Regions from separate parts of the Mus musculus genome. Here region 1 is linked to region 2. The links are chromatin contacts, called in public HiChIP or PLAC-seq maps. All regions are on one chromosome and are shown on one strand. The core of a region is the stretch at or near the end of the contact, and the rest is flanking DNA. Distances in the headings are between cores, read along the strand shown.

The links. HiChIP or PLAC-seq counts read pairs in DNA pulled down with a chosen protein or histone mark.
Region 1: a contact with region 2 is called in an H3K27ac HiChIP or PLAC-seq map of microglia, with 22 times the contacts expected there. The contact joins the enhancer-like site here to the promoter of Fundc1 in region 2. A contact is called at or near these places in 3 of 484 Hi-C or Micro-C datasets (bone marrow-derived macrophages and macrophages), 4 of 115 datasets of contacts at active chromatin or transcription factors (the SCID.adh cell line, embryonic fibroblasts, embryonic stem cells and 1 more) and 1 of 9 other capture datasets (liver).

Annotation. Positions count from the first base shown.
Region 1 is chrX:17,606,887-17,611,559 of GRCm38.p6, reverse strand. No RefSeq gene overlaps it. Among named protein-coding and RNA genes, the nearest start is that of Fundc1, 37 kb to the right of the region's middle. Within about 2 kb of position 2,624, at least 8 of the 459 cell types and tissues checked have an H3K27ac peak or open chromatin away from gene starts, as enhancers often do. A contact at or near this core is called in bone marrow-derived macrophages and microglia, where this site is marked.
Region 2 is chrX:17,569,409-17,573,902 of GRCm38.p6, reverse strand. It overlaps Fundc1 (FUN14 domain containing 1), which reads left to right and starts at 1,578. Exons shown (of 5, transcript NM_028058.4): 1 at 1,578-1,750; 2 at 2,444-2,600. The coding sequence starts at 1,723.

The sequences.
Region 1 (4,673 bases), core at 1,375-3,874, 37 kb before region 2:
AAATGATGGCTCAGCAGTTAAGAGCATTATATGGCTCTTTCAGAGGACCTGGCTTTGAATACCAGCACACAAAGGCCATCTGTAACTACAATTTCAGAGGATCTGGTGCCCTCTTGTGGCCTATGCAGGTACTAGTCATTCAAGTGCTGTACAGACATGCATGCAGGCAAAGCACCTATATACATAAAATAAGGATCAAAATCATTTCAAAAACTTTATATCTGCTATATTTTATTCTACCATGTTCCTTTGAGGCCCATGTATTAGCTTGTTTTATAAGATGGCACTTTTACAATAATGGAAAAGTAGCCAACAGAATATGAAAAAGATCACTTCTATGACTATAACCTAGAGAAATTATCGAAACAGTCACCATAATATATGGTATTATGCTGGTAAGTATGTGATCACTAACTCTTAATGGAAATAAAGGTCCTGTTTCAAGCCTTGGTTAAAAATATTTTGCCATAAATATTTTCACTATGACTATCTGGTTATTGACACCAACAAATGTAGTTCCTCCTTACCTGTGCAGAATAGAGCCTCAGCGGAAGCCCCAAGCCATGGAAAACACCAAATCCTATATATAACTATGGATTTTCCCACAAATTTGTAAATTAGGCATGGTAATTAATCATGGTAAGTGATTAATAATAATCAATTGCCATAGGCTACAGCAACCATAGTCTATTATTTCTTTTCAAGAGCCTTTAAGTTTTCAGGTAAAGAAGCAACTTACAGATTTGCTTGGACTTATAGGAACCGCCAGCACCACTATTCTTGTAATTTGGGGCAGTTATGAAATATAAAATAAGGCTTTTTTGAGGGTGAGCTCTGCAATAGCACAACAGCTGACCTTACAACTGAGGAGGCTGGTAAGTCCCTCATAGGCAGGTAGAACACACAGCATGGATGCACCAGGGAACAGGATGGTTCTAATCCTGACCTGAAAGTGAAATTGAAAGAAAAGGCACCACTGTACACACACCAAGTAAAGGTCCACCAATAATATAATGGATAAATTAATGTAGTGTTTGTTCAGTGGAGCACATGGATGCATGTCAAAAATAAAGTGTTGAGAGGAAAATCCCAGTTGTATACTATGTGCAGTGTAATACCATTTGTATAAATCTAAAAAAAAAACTTTTACAAAGTGATTGTGGTAGTTTGAATGTGCTTGGCCCAGGGAGTGGCACTGTTAGGAGGTGTGGCCTTGTTGGACAAAGTGTGTTACTTTGGGGGTGGGCAAAAAGACACTTCTCTTAACCACATGGGAGCCAGTCTTCTACCGACCTTCTGATAAAGATATAGAACTCTCAGCATCTCGTGCACCATGCCTGCCTGGACACTGCCATGCCCCCAACTTGATGATAATGGACTGAACTTCTGAATCTCTAAGCCAGCCCCAATTAAATGTCATCCTCAAAAGAACTGCCTTGGTCATGGTGTCTGTTCACAGCAGTAAAACCCTAAGACAGGTATATACCGGTAAGCACATCACCAAAGTCATGATGGTACTTAGACTTGGGATAGGAGAAAACAGGATGAAGATAGTGTGTTAGGTATTTGTTGCTACAGAACACTGCTCCCCCCACCCCCCCACCCCCAAAGCAAGCTACTTAACACTACTTACATTTACTACCTCACAGCTTCCTTCAGTTGGAAATCTGGGCAGATGTTGCTTAGTTCTTTGTTTACTGGAATAATTTATTGTCACTTTTGGTTGAGTATTTGCTTCCAGAGTCATCCTTCCTTTCCCAGGAAAGGCAGCACCATTTTAGTGCACTTCTTGCCAGAAGAATGTTAGGCATTCAAGAGGACCCTGCATTCTGTCTTCTTCATCTCTTTCAGTCCAAGTTGGTGGCATTTCTGAAGTAATTTCCTCAAAAAGGCTTTGAGACAGTGCTTGAAACAGTTCATTCTTTCTTATTTAAAGCCAAACACATGTGACTCTACCACCTGACTTCCCTTCTCTTTCTTGAAATCTTGCTGAAATAATAGGAATCAAACCATCAAGTTTGCTAGAGGCATCTAACTTGATTTAAAGAATCAAGATTTGGAAATTCTAGGAAATGGAGCTCAGCTGGAGTATGTGAATCACTTGTTTACAGATATTTTTCATCATAGTGGACAATGCATGGTGCACATTCCTCTCTACTAGAAAAGATATTTAAATGTGAGATCTTAGTTTCTTTTTCTGTTGCTGTGATAAAATATTCTGAGAAAAGCAACCTAAGGCAAAGAAGGTTTTATCTGGCTCACAGTTCCAGGATACAAAGTTCACCATAGCAGTCAATTCAAGGCAGCAGGAGCGAACACGTCAGGAATAGAGAAAGTGAATGCATGCTATTGATCAATTCCTTTTCTCCACTTACATATTTCCAGGATGCTAGCCAGAAAATGGCACCACCTACCATGGGTGGGGCTTCTCACTTCAATTAATTAAAGAAAAGTCTCCCAGAAGGCCATCACCCAAGCAATTCTAGATTCTGTTAAGTGGATAATTAACACTAACCACCTCAGGGTCCATTTCCTCAAACATTTTAAGGAACTGGCTGAGATCTACAAAAGCTGTTGGCAAACACTCCACTGTTAAGGGAGCTTCATTTTTTTGATGCCAGTCCCCATTTCCTTCTTCCTACTTCCTTATAGACTGTGTCTTCATGTTCCAGTCCCAGCAATTCGTCATTGGTCATGTCTTTAGAAATTATGTGGAGGAGTTCCTCTGTGTCATGCTCCCCTATCTCAAACACAACCTTGTTGATTTTTATAACCTCTCCATACTTGGTACCAAGGTACTCCTTTAGTACATCACTCTGTGCATGCTGTGTGAGGCCTTTCTGTCTACTCACCACAAAGAGGGCACCAATGACAAAAAGAAACGATCCCACCATAGTCCAGCTTGGCAAAGCAATAACTTTCTTTGAGTTACTTACAAGACCAAGGATGATTTTAGAGCAGTTGTATGACCAAAATACCAGTTCCCAAAGGGTCACTGAAGCTGCAACCCTAAAGCTCTCTGCTTGATATACAAGGCATCTTGACAGACAGTCCATTCTTGACACATTATTCTCCTCTCTTCTCCCTGGCATTTTTTTACTGTCTCCATTTCCTTAGGTTGTCCAGAATCTTATAGCTTTAGCTTTCCCAGACATGTGATGTTTGTTTACTTTCTAAGTCTCATGAGCCTCCATGTTCCTTCCTGGAGGGAATGTTTCATCTCAGGAGGAAATTGCTCAGACATATCTCCAAGCAAGGATCTCATGCAGCCATAGATGCAGTAATCCTTCTGGAACTGTATTCATCCCTTCTCAGTGTCTTCTTCCAAGGCTGTACTAGCCTGGACAAAAGCCTACTTAGGTAACCAGCCTTAAAAGTTGCTGTAACTACCTGATTCTCTGGTGGCATTTGGAGAGAGAAATATTGCTTTGATATTGAGATAAAGATCACAATATAAGGAGGGCAAATGGGAACATCACTAACAATAACCAATATGCTGAAAGCAAGCTATTCTCCAAACAGTGTTTCTCATCTCAGTGGCACAGCAGTTCAGCAGGATATCTTAGAAGAGATGTCACCTGACTTTGTACTATTATTTGTAGTGGTTTGAATACGCTTAGTCCATGGGAAGTGGCACTCTTAGGAGGTTTGGCCTTATTGTTAGGAGGAGGTGTGGCCTTGTAGGAAGGAAGATTGTCACTGTGTGAATGGGCTTTGAGATCCTGCATTCCAGCTCCACCCAAGTCCTCCTGGCTGCCTGCAGAAGATAGTCTTCTCCTAGCTGCCTTCGGATTGAGATGTAGAACTAACTCTCAGCTCCTTCTTCAGCACAGTGTCGGCCTTCATGCTGCCATGCTTCCCACCATGATGATAATGGACTATACCTCTGAAACTATAAGCCAGAGTCAATTGAATGTTTTCCTTTATAAGTGTTGCCTTGGTCATGATGTCTCTTCAGAGCAATGGAAACCTTAAGACACTATTCTTGTGGTAAATGGGCAGGGCATTCTTTATCCATATGCTTTGTCCTCATGTGCCAGATCATAACAGGTTTTAATTTTTACCCTCAACACTGCCCCCAAGCAAGACATCTTCAAAAGCCTTGAACTCTGCCATCGATGTAGCTTCCTTGTGGGTAAAAGTTCTTTCAGACATCTGTTTGAAAAATAGAGCTATCTCATTCATACTGAAGATTTGCCTAAGCAAGTTATTTTCCTCCAAAATCGGTTCATCTAGGGTTTTCAAAACTCTTTCAGCTGCCTTCACAACAACACTTGTAGTCAACACTCACTCCTACATGAAATGAGAAGCAATTCTTAGATTATTTCAACTAGCCAGACCCATGAAATGGAAGTACCATTCAGTGATGGAGCACACACAAGGCACCGAGTTCAATTCCTGTGACTGTAAATAAACGTTTGTTTGGGTTTCTATGTGAATAAAAAGAGCAATAAATAAACTAGTTAAAAAAAACTGAGTATGGTGCCTTTTACCCTAGCACTTGAAGGTAAACAAAACAAAATCACAAACACAGAAACAAAATCTACCTAGACATAACAATAAATTCAATATGAACGTTGAATACAGCCTTTTCTTTTGTTTAACCATGATTGCCATGGATCTGAGAAGGATGTCCTTTGGTCTCTGATTTTCAGTTAAGATCATTAGAAGTT
Region 2 (4,494 bases), core at 329-2,828:
ATTTCACATTCAAATAATAACAATTCTTAAAATCACAGCTTTGTGGTGAATGTCGGTAATCACAGCACTGGGCAGAGTGAGACAGAGGAATCCAGCATCAGAGGCCAGCCTGGGCTACATAGTGTGACCATGTTTACAAACAAACAATCCTAATACTGGAGAGGCAGAGGGAAGTAGGTCTGTGTAAGTTTGAGGCCAGCGTGCTCTACATAGGGAGTTCCAGAGAATCTTAGGTTATGTGAGATGTTGTCTAAAAATAACCAACCAACCAAAAATACAAGCAAAAGTCTGCTCGACTAACAGGGCACTAAAAAAACTAGAGCCCTCAGCAGTTTGAGAAAAATGTGACCTGGGGATCCATCCCATATACAGTCGCCAAACCCAGACACTTTTCTGGATGCCAACAAGTGCTTGCTGACAGGAGCCTGTTATAGCTGTCTCCTGAGAGGCTCTGCCAGTGCCTGGCAAATACAGAAGTGAATGCTCACAGCCATTCATTGGACTGAGCACAGGGTCCCCAATGGAGGAACAAGAGAAAGGACCCAAGGAGCTGAAGGCATTTGCAGCCCCATAGGAGGAACAACAATATGAACCAACCGCTATTCCCAGGATACCCAGGGACTAAACCACCAACCAAAGAAAACACATGGAGGGACCATGGCTCCAGCTGCATATGTAGTAGAGGGTGGCTTTGTCAGTCATCAATGGGAGGAGAGGCCATTGGTCCTGTGAAGGCTCTATGCCCCAGCATAGGGGAATGCCAGAGCCAGGCAGCAGGAGTGGGTGGGTTGGTGAGCTGGAGGAGTGGGGAAGTGATAGGGGGAGGAGGGTTTTCAGAGGGGAAACCAGGAAAGGGGATAACATTTTAAATGTAAATAAAGAAAATATCTAATTAAAATTTTTTTTCATTAAAAAAAAAAACCTTTAAAATATTTGCCCTGACACTTGTTAAAATAGATAGTGGGTCTATTTTAATTTGGGATACAACAACAACAACAAAAAGCTGGAGATTTATAGTGCATAATCTGAGGGGGTCGAAGTGTAGAGTCCTACCAAGAGGAGACATCAAGGGAGTTTATTGCTGAGCTAGTTTAATTGGGTTCTTACTGGAGAATGACTGGGTTATTAGACATCAAGCAAGAAGTGGGCCTGAAATTTCTGTTAAAGCCAACAGAATTCTTGAAAGAACTAAAGGCCAAAGATAGGGCCTGAAAAAAGAACACCTAATCAGAAAGACAGCTTCGTTGAAGCATCCTGACTAAAGACTTGTTAAGAACAGTCTGCCAACACTAAACTGATTATCTTGTTCTATTACCCTTAGCCGCTCCTCCCTCCATTCCTTTAGCGTAAAAAACAAACAAACAAAAAAACCAAAAAGCAAAAACAAAAATAAGACAAAACAACAAAAAACTCTTAGAAACTTAGAGCAGGTTGGGGTAATGCCCAGGCTACAGTGGAAAAGAGCACGGACTACATTTCCCATAAGCAATAGGAGGGCGGGGACTCAGCTATTCCATCACAAGTCCCAAGCCTTGCGGCTGCGCACAAATTGTTGGAGGTCGTGTACAGGGAAGAGTGGCGGTGACGCGACTGTGTGGGCGGGGCGAGGAGGAGGCTGAGGAAAAAAGAGAGACCATAGACTTCCAACTCGGCCTAGAGCGTCCTTTAAAGTGGTGGGGAGAGGCGGGCAGGGACCACCCCCAACTGGCCGCTGGCGGTATCATGGCATCCCGGAACCCCCCTCCCCAAGGTGAGCAGCCAGGGCCCGAAGTAGTCTCTGGGACGCTGCCCACAGCACTCGACCTTTTATTGCTATGGTGTTTCTCCCTTTCCCTCCTCCAGTGTTTCTGGGGCTCTGTCGCTGTACAGCCCCTTTGCGAGAGCCCCTTTGAACCAGAGGTCTCCTTTCCCTCTCTGCGGAATTTAGCATGCTCACCTACACCTAACCAAGGCTAGACCCTGCCCTGCCCTGCCCCCACCTCGAGCCCTTCTCCATCTTGCAAAATTAGGAGGGTTGGCGGGTTGATTTCCATGGTTGGTTGCGTTTTAGTCCTGCTCTGATTTCCTCTTGCTAGGTTCCTGACTTTTCCTTTCATGGAAGGATCATCCCCTCGCCCCCTTTTCCCACAGATGGAAATGTACCCTGCCCTGACCTTATTCTCATTGTGCGGGTGACCGCCCACTGCTTTGTAATTCAACTGGCCTCTGGCTGCGTGTCCCTAAGCCTTGGGAAAGGAAATGCCGATGCTGTTGCTAGGCCCTTTATGCTTGAGGCCCTAGTCTCCCAGATCGAGTTAATCACGCTCCTTCGTTTACATCTGGGCCTTTTTAGTTGTAGACCAGACATGACAGTGTGTTGGCCCACAGGTTTTATGAAAACAGCTTGTGAGACGTTTCAGACTGTAGAATGAATGTTTTTTTTTTCCATTTTGTATTTTTAAAGACTATGAAAGCGATGACGAATCATACGAAGTGTTGGATTTAACTGAATATGCAAGAAGACACCACTGGTGGAATCGAGTATTTGGCCACAGTTCCGGACCTATGGTAGAAAAATACTCAGTAGCTACTCAGATTGTAATGGGTGGCGTGACTGGCTGGTGAGAACATTCTTTTCATTAAATTTTAGTGGGAACCTGGCTCTTGTCCTTTTGTAAATGGCACAGCCTCCATAAATCTTCAGTGGCTCCCCACTTTTAAATTCCAGAAGAACACAACTTTGGGGCTTTTCCCGGATCTTATTGGTTGTATCAGCCTTCAGATAGTCCTGGTTGGATTTTGATGATTTCCCTCTGTCAAAGGCCCACCATAGTTCCACTTCCACCCTTTACACTTCCTTTAATTCATTAACAAATTTTCAACTTAAGCAAGTTAATTATAAGTAAGTTGTTACTTGCTATTCAGTGCCAATAACTGGAAAAAACATGAGAACTCCCATTGCAGAACTAGCCTCTAAGATTCTCAGCTCTGTACATAGAAGCATTAATGGTCTGTAAAAATTATTCACAATGATGCATCAGATTCTACATTTTTTGTGTACTGGTTCTGATTATGATAGTGCTTTGAAGAAGATCTGAGAAGATTGCCTTTGCTTTAGAATTAATGCAATGATTACTTATTATGCAATAATTTGGAGTACAATAAGGAGTGGCTAATAACCATTAATCAAGCAACAGCTCATGTAAGCACATATTTACATTGTTGTTACCATGTATTTTAATTCTATTATTTTTGGAATAAAATATTAACCAGATAAAAAGGGGCAGAAACAGTTCAGTATTTTGAAATATGTTGATGACTCTTTTTTTTTTGAAGTGACAGTGATTAAGTTGTAAGCATTTTTTTTCTTTACATTTAAGGTAAATTCATCTTGTGCTAATTAAAATATTTACATACTTCCTCTTGGCATGGGAAAATGACATTTATTCATGTGTGTTTTCCATGAACCTCGGAATAATGATGCCCCATGCCTTCTTGTAAATGCCATTTCATAATTTAAAACAAACAAAGAACAATTATGGTGAAGATTCCATGGAGCACAGGCACAGTATTAATACTGCTTTATTGAAAAATCATACAGTTAGAAGGGAAATTTCTGCTCAGGGCCTCGGTCAATTAGATGATTCACTGTAGGATGATTACAACTCTGCCCCCTTAAATGCATTTATAATTTGGTGCCAGAGGTGATTGGTTAGTGAGAATCATGGCGGAAAGCCAGATCGTTGCACATTTTCTTCTTACAGACCTAACCTGCTAAGAAGGCCCATAACTGCCAGGTCTTCCTGAAAACCCTAATGGCAGAGCAGAAGTTAGTAGTGACTGGTACACAGCTTGTGTAGCTGTAGCATTCAACCTGGGGTTTAATGAAGACCTCACTACTTGCTTTTTTCTTTGTTCTTCCTTACTGACTCCTGTATAAGAACCATATTCTTGATAATAATAACAACAACAACAGTAGTAATACATTTGGATTGTCAGTATCAGACAAGTATTCAACCCAGGAGCTATGTAATAGTTTGTGGGTATTTGTTTTTTACATCCATCTATTTGTGTGGGGGGCACAGATGTGTCCCAGTATATATGTGGAGGTCAGAGGACAGCTAGTAGGAGTTTGATCTTTACCATGTGAGTTTTGGGGATCAAACTGGGCTCTTTAGACTTGGTAGCAAGTGCTTTGACCTGCTCAACTCTCTCTATGACCTGGTCTGTGTAATAGGACACTTATATTCAGGTGGCTTGTTTTTGTTTTTGTTTTATGTGGGCACAAATTCAGGACCTTGCAAGCATTCTAACTCTAAGTGATATTGCCAGCTACATAGGTGATTTGTTGGAATGATTTGAACTGTAGTTTAGATTCAGAGTAGAAAACATTTGAAATCTTTTTAGGATATAACATTGATGTGATATTGTGGCATAAAAGAGGAACAGTTAATATAGGCATAAACCTAACTTAACACTTGAGACCGACCAGCTCAAGACATGAATAGCCTAAGG